Regions from separate parts of the Mus musculus genome. Here region 1 is linked to region 2. Evidence: chromatin contacts called from public HiChIP or PLAC-seq data. All regions are on one chromosome and are shown on one strand. Each heading gives the region's core, a stretch centred on a gene start, on an enhancer-like site or on the middle of the called end of the contact. The rest is flanking DNA. Distances are from core to core; before and after follow the strand shown. Region 1 holds the start of B230206L02Rik (RIKEN cDNA B230206L02 gene). Region 2 overlaps Spag9 (sperm associated antigen 9).

Evidence for each region. HiChIP or PLAC-seq counts read pairs in DNA pulled down with a chosen protein or histone mark.
Region 1: an H3K27ac HiChIP or PLAC-seq map of embryonic stem cells shows a contact between it and region 2, with 7 read pairs. The contact joins the promoter of B230206L02Rik here to the enhancer-like site in region 2. A contact is called at or near these places in 1 of 39 promoter capture datasets (embryonic stem cells), 1 of 115 datasets of contacts at active chromatin or transcription factors (embryonic stem cells) and 3 of 9 other capture datasets (adipose tissue, liver and pancreatic islet).

What each region holds. Positions count from the first base shown.
Region 1 is chr11:94,131,265-94,134,924 of GRCm38.p6, reverse strand. B230206L02Rik (RIKEN cDNA B230206L02 gene) reads right to left here and starts at 1,469. Exons shown (of 4, transcript NR_167701.1): 1 at 1,370-1,469.
Region 2 is chr11:94,045,990-94,049,680 of GRCm38.p6, reverse strand. Spag9 (sperm associated antigen 9) reads right to left here. Exons shown (of 29, transcript NM_027569.3): 5 at 1,123-1,273. Among named protein-coding and RNA genes, the nearest start is that of Gm38951, 27 kb to the left of the region's middle. Within about 2 kb of position 2,125, at least 16 of the 459 cell types and tissues checked have an H3K27ac peak or open chromatin away from gene starts, as enhancers often do. A contact at or near this core is called in embryonic stem cells, where this site is marked.

The sequences.
Region 1 (3,660 bases), core at 220-2,719, 86 kb before region 2:
CTGTGGGGAAATGTCCTCTTAAGCCTCTCAGCCCTCCTGGGCTACAACTGTCTCCCCCAGAGCCCTCAAATAATCCGGTCCCTGTGAGGAGACATTGGGTACAGCTGGCCGCCTGCCCCTCTGAGAGGGCATGCTAGTAATGTCAAGGCCAAATATAGAGGGAACCAGATACCTCATGGGCCCAGGGCCTAGGGAGCCCCATGGACTCCACCGCACCTGCCCCACCCCCAGCTCTTTCGGAGTCCTGCAACCTCCACCCCCTTCCAGCCTGGGCAAGCAGCCAGGAGACTGGCATCCCCTTCTCCTGGCCCCAGTCCACTTGGGGACATGTCCCAACAAGTCCAAGCACAGCAGGAGGCTGGCCCAAGGGTGTGGGGGGCAGAGTTTGCGCTGGGCGTGCGTGCCTGCGTGGGGACACCTCTCCAAGCCCTTTTACAAGCGTACCTTCCCACCTGGCTCTCAACACCAGGAGGCCAAGAGGAACCACTCCTGCCCTTGGTTCTTTAACTTCCTCGGGAGACCAAGACCATAAAGCTGGGGTGGGGGAGACCAGAGAGCCAGGTCAAACCCCAATAAACTGCTGGACACACCGAACTGCAAATAATTAGTCCCGATTGCCTCCACCGTCCTCTCTGGGGAGTGAAAGGTCAAAGGGCAGAGTTGCTGACGCAAATGTCAAGGGAGACATGTGGAGGCTTGAAACAGCTGGGATCCTGCTCCCAGCGAGGTCACTAGAGCCCTGAACACTGTGTCCCCCCCGCCCCCGCCCCCCGCCCCGGGCAACTGGGAGAGCTGTTCTCAAAGCACCAGAGGTGAGGGGGCTCTGTGGCTTTTCCCTCCTGGCTCCAAGGTCACCGAGACCTGATGGAGAAGGTTAATCAGGCTCTTGGGGAAAGCTTAACCTGCCTGATACTCGGTTCTGCTCGTGAGCCTCTGCTACCTCTACAAAGAGGGAAGAGACCTCTGTCTCCTGTGAGGGGAATCCTGGCTCCAAACCCTCTTCTCGGTTGGCACACCTTGGCAGCTCTGCCAGTCTGTGCACAGTGGCGACCCCCAGCGGCTGGATTAGGGCTTGAACTTGGGGCTGGGGCTAGGCTGCTGCCATCCTAACACTGCAGCCTGAGGCCCAGGCCAGGGAACATGGGACATAGCAAGAGCAGCTTGGCTTTGGTCAAGAATATTTACTAAGCCTTAATTTTTTCCTCCTTGAATTGTGGCTAGACCTCAGCCGAAATAGCCCACTGTTAGCATAATAGGGTCAACATGTCTAAGGATGAACTCCGCCTCCTGGGCCCAAACCTGCTCCTCCTCCGGACTTCCCTGTTTCCATTAATAGCACTGCCACCACCCAGTCCCTGGAGCTCCGAACCTTGTCATCTTCAACTCCTCCTCTCTGGACTGGGCACCTGACCTGCCCCTCCTCAGTCTTCAGGCCACCCTTCCGTCCTCCAGCGAGTTGGCCTTTTTACAGAGCCACTGGAGTGCTCAACAGCGCCACCTATGGGCCAGACCCGATCACATGACCCAACACCTGCTGACTTTGTAACCTGGGGCAAGTCTCAGCTTCCTTGGCTATAACTTGAGAGTGAGAATAGTCATTTGGTAGGATAATGTGTGACCCAAGTGACAGAATGTACCTGAAAACCCTATCATGTAGGATGTTCCTAGGCACAGGAAAATTTTACACACCCTGTTCTCCAAAGCCTCTATTTTATAAACAAGGAACTGAGACCTGACAGGGGCATTGAATACCAAGTGTCTTTACAATACACTGCAGAGCCAGCTAGGATGTGGAAGCTCCTGGAAGTTTTAGTGTGTCTCCCTCCCCCATCATTCCACTCTAGAACCCACAATTAAAAGCTGCCGCTGGCTTCATTAGGCCCATCCCCTGCCTTCAGGGGGAGGGACACCTGCCAGGTGTCCAGGTCATTAGCCATAGGAAGTAATCTTGAGATGTGACAAGCACAGGTCACATACAGCAGTCTGAGTCAGGGAAGCCATGTGCAAGGTTCCAAATGGGGCTGAGCATACAGCCACCTGCTTGAGGGGCAAGGCCTCATTCCAGAAGTTCCAAAGGGTAGGGGTCTCTGGTGCAACTCAGCTGCCCTGAGTGGCCTTGTACCTTTAGTGGCCATGTACTTCTTAGGGTCAGGAAGTGAAGTACAGGCTACCCCAGCTTGCTGTTATCCAGGCCTTCTTCCCTGTGGGAAGATGTTCCCTTCATTCACCCTGTGGATAGGACTTGAATTCCACACACTCCCTTCAGATGAATGGTAGGAGACCTGCCTAGGTCATAATCATTACCAGATTTCCCTGAAGAGGCCACAGCAAGAACTGCTGGTGAAAAGGCTTTTAGCATGAGGTGGATGGACCCTCCTGGAGTCCTTGTCACCTGTCCTCTAAGGCCATGGCTCTCAAGTGGATGGTTGCTTTTGTATTCCCAGCGGACACTTAGCAGCATCTAGAACCCGTTTCTCTTGTCACAAATGGAGAGTGGGTACCGCTAGACATTTTTAGTGGGTCAGGACCAAACATGATGCTCTAAGCCTCTTAGGGCTCAGGACAGAACTGAAGACGGGCCAGCCAGCTGACAGGCACAGGCCTGACCTCCAGCTTTTGTAATGATCTTTGGGTTCTTGTCCCCCTGCCCAGCCCAGGGAAGTTTCTAGAATAGTCCATGCTGACTTCTCAACTCTTTCAACAAGGACAAAGAGGCCCTGGAAAGACACCCAGACCTGGACACTCCCCATCCTGTTTCATGAGCCTTGTTGTCCACTGGATCTGCATGTAGTCCCTGGCACTGAATTCATTAGGGGAAAGCTGAGAGCAGTGAGGTACAAAATGGCTCTCTCAGCTCTCCTTAGATTCAGCCTGCAGCCCCGGGAGGGAGGTGAACTTGTTGAGGAGCAGAGGCAGGAATACCTTGTCAGGGCCAGGAAGCTTCTGCAGCACTGTCTAGTGGTCACATGTTCTCCTTTGGCCTCTACAAACACCATTCCTATGTAAACCAGTGCCCTGAGACTCCCTGGTGTCCCCAAATGGTCTCTAGGGTCTCCGCCTGACCTCTAGAGCTCTGCTAGGGTGTCTTATACAGCCTTGGTATCAGAGCCTCTCAGATAACCCAGGTGTCTGCCCCGAGGTAACTGACAGTGACCCTGAGATCCCATTCTGGAACTGCCTACCTTGTGGGGCTGGGGACTCATACAGGCTCACCCTCTGTCTCGTCTTGAGGACATCGCATTCCTCACCATGGTGATGGACCCCTGGAGGAAGGAGAAGCCCTGAGTGCCTGAGTGCAGGTGAGGATCTGAGGGGTCTGGAGTTCTAGAAAAGCCACTAGCCTCAGGGGTCACCTCTGTTTGGGGTCACATCCATTTCATGGAAATTTGCTCCATGGCGCTTAATCTTTACCTTTCTTTCCATTATGTTGCCACTGTGTGTGTGTGTGTGTGTGTGTGTGTGTGTGTGTGTGTATGTGTGTGTGTGTGTGTGTGTGTGTGTGTGTGAGTGATGTGGGAGGGAGGTACGGGGGCATGGCTACCAGCTTGCTTCAGTGTTGCAGCCAGCAGGCCACCCTCATCTTCTAGTCTTTTATCTGTATCGGCCCGGCCCGGAGCTGGGGAGGGACAGTGAAGGACTGGCCTTCCTGCCCAAGGGTTG
Region 2 (3,691 bases), core at 876-3,375:
GTCCTTTCAACACAAGCCTGACTACCTAAATTCTAGTCCTAGAACCTACAGTGGAAGAACAACTCCCAAAAGTTGTTTCCTGACTTCCACAAGTGTGCTCCACCAGCAACAGTCACACTAAAAATAAATAGTTAGAATTTCTGAATATAGGGTTCCAAAAGTAGTCACAAGACCCTAAGTTGATCCCCAGTAACCATAAAAACAAAAATAAAAAACCAAACACAAACAAAACAAAATCCCAATTAGTTCCTCACATCACTAGACCCTAAATTCTAGATTCATATCAGGTACACTAAATATAAAAGAAATCCTTGTCATTAGACTACTAAGCAAGATTATATTGGCTAGTTTTATATCAACTTGACAAAGTTAGAGTCATCAGAAAGGAGGTAGACTAAATTGAGAAAATGCTTCCATTAAGATTGGGCTGTAGGCAATCCTGTAGGGCATTTTCTTAATTAGTGATGGATGGGGGAGGGCCCAGGCCCTTGAGGGTGGTGCTACCCCTGGGCTGGTGGTCCTGGGTTCTATAAGAAAGCAGGTTGAACAAGCCATATGAAGCAAGCCTGTAAGCAGCACCCCACCATGGCCTCTGCATCAGCTCCTACCTCCAGGTTCCTGCGCTGACTTCCTTCGATTATGAACAGTGATGCATAAGGCAAATAAACCTTTCCTTCCCAGCTGGTGCTTCACCGCAGCACCGATAACTCTAACTAAAGTAAAGATGTAACACTATTTGGCTTTGTTTTCCTATGTAATTTCAAATTAACTAGCAAGAACATACCCTGGGAAAAGCCCATCTCGATTTGTTTTTAAGATACTTTCAAACTAAAAAATATATAAACTATTTTTTAAATTTAGATTTATTTACTTATTTGTGTGCGGTTGAACAAGGTGTGAACTACAGTCACTGTGGTTCTGTAGAGGTCAGAGGATAATCGGGAGTTGGTTCTCTCTTCTATCATGTAGGTCCTGAGGATGGGGACTGTCAGAGTTGGTGATAAGCACTTTCACCCAGTAAACTATCTGGGCAGCCCTAAACTATTAGATTATCCTTTGGTTTTCTGGGACTTCTATTTGAATAAGAATGCTTATAAAATGTACTGTTAAAATAAAGCTTACCTTCAGGCTGGTATGAGAACGTGGTTGACTTAATTCTTGAAATTTCCATTGCTCTGATCCTGGGGTCTCGCCTCCTTTCTGAGTGTCAGGTGTAAGCAATCCATCTCCAGCAGGTAGAGGGAAAATCCCTAATGATATAGGACGTTCTTTTCTATTTGAAGAGGGGAGAAAAAAATGAAACATTCTCATTAGTTTTTTATTTGTCGTGATTTTAAGCCTGGGCTGTGGATAGAAAAATCCCAGCTCTTTGGAAGATGAGGCAAGGGGATAACAAGGTCAGGGTCTCCCCTGGCTGTAGAAAGCTTATTCTCAATCTGCAATCAGCTCTCCTACATAATCCTATACGCACACCTAAATAAGTATATACCAAAGAGAAAAAACAGCCTCAAAGCTTTACATTGGCTCCACAAGTTAAGAAAAGTGTGGAAAAACTGTTTAGACACTGTTTTCACCTGCCAAGTTTGGAGCTGTTCATAGGTGAGGTCTCAGAACTTAGCCTAGCCTGACCCTGAACTGGAGATCCTCTGCCTTAGCCCGCTGTATGTTGAGAGTACAGGCATGCATTACCACAGCTGCCTCTGCCAAGAACTTGATGGTGGTCTGGTGTGGTAAACATGGAGAAGAGCTGCTGAGTGTTAGCCATGGAGGTTAGTGGTCATAAGGAACAGGCAAAGGCCTCCCCAGTCCCTGTTCCTAGTTTTCCACTTCCTCAAGCTACAGTGTTTTTACAGTAGGCCTTTTCTGCCTAGAGGAAAATGAATATACTCTTTGAAACAGGGATACTATTCAACAGTAAAAATCCAAAACATTTTTATTTAAGTTCTGGTTTTCTACAAATCATATTACAGTAGTTCTTTTAGGCAGAGTGCAGATGAGAAAACTTCTGTTAGGAAAAAAGAGCAGCTCTTTTCCAAGTCTTTCTTTACTGGGAGTGATGGAGTCCTAGCACGTAGGAGATAGACAGGAGGAGGAGTTCAAGGTCATCCTTGTACACAAAGCACAATAGAGCCCAGCCTGTTTACATTAGAGCCTGTCTCCAAAACATTACAAAGAAGGTGGAGGGATGACTCAGTGGATAAAGGCAATTGGCACCAAGCCTGACACCTGCGTTCAGTCTCTAGGACCCTCATGGCAGAAGGAGAGAACCAGCTCCTACAGGCTGTCTTCTGACCTCCACATTCATACTCCAATAAGTAGTAAATAAATCTAAATCTGAAACAAGTAAACACTAGTCAGCTATTTCACAAGTCAGTGACAAAGAGTTTTATTTTTCCTAATAGAGAGTATACTGCACATTACACGTTTCTATTTCCAGGCAATAGAACTTGTTTCTTCTTGAGACTTATTAGCTTTTACTTTAAACTACATCATTTCTGCTTCTTTGTTCTTAAACTGCAATCCTCTTTTTTTCTCATTAAATGATAGCCAAGTGTTTTGGTTTCCTTTAGTTAACAGAATGAAAAGTTGCTAGCCTGCTGTCTATTCCCAATTTTGAAAAACTTACTTTGGGAACAGAAATTCCCAAACTACTATCTGACTTTTATCTAACAAGCCTTCATGCCTTAAGGGAGAAGCAAGTAGGAATTTAATCAGAGTCTATCTAATATAAAGCTAGGAAGATAGCGCAGATTTCCTGAGATACAAGCCCATCACTGGCACCATCTTCCCACATAAACTCCTTTCCACACATATGGAGTGCGCAGTCTTCTTTAAACCCAAGCTTCCTTTCCTATTCCATCTATACGCCCAACTCTCTATTTTGCTTTTATCACTTTTTTGAGAAAAACAGATCTCTAGGAGGGGGTCAAATATGCTTGGAGTTTCTCTGCTCCAGATCTAGAAAATTAGCATCACCATGTGCTTCTTCCTCTGCGGACTGACCAATTAGATAGCTGATGGGGGCAAGAGATGCAGTTACATAAGTCTGACAATATTCTACTCTCAAAACAAAGTTCGTGAAAGGCAAACACTAGTCTTGAGCTTTGTTGTCATGCATGTTTGATGCTGTTTGTATTATATGCTTCAATAAAAATCACAGAAAAGTTAACCAAAAAAAAAAAAAAAAAAAAGGAGAACCTGTAGAAAAATACCAAGTGGCAGATTTCAGTCCCTACACTGAAGCACCTGCTCTCGCTGTCCAGCCACTGACTCCCTAACAGAAGCAAGGCTGACAAGTGTCTGAATCTTGTTATAGTCTCTAGCTAGTAGCTTCAGTTGTATATATTGATTTTTAGTTGGTTATTTAAATACCAGCTTATGTGTACTAATGATTTTTGAAAATATGTATTTCAGATAGCCTTTTGGCTATACCTGAAAGAACTGAGCCAGATAAACTGATGTGCTTTATCTGGTCTAACCAACCAGGAAACAGGACTGCTTTTCCAGATTTTACAATAGGGAAGATGATGTTCTAAGGCTTTATATATTAGTAACCAGCAGGACTAAGATTAAAAGTCACTTCTACTAAAAATGTGAGGTACACAAATGACTTACTTATATAATGGATCATATATTTTGCAACTGTAATGAAGTGCAAAAAATAGCTCGCTTGATTTTTTAAAATCAGTCA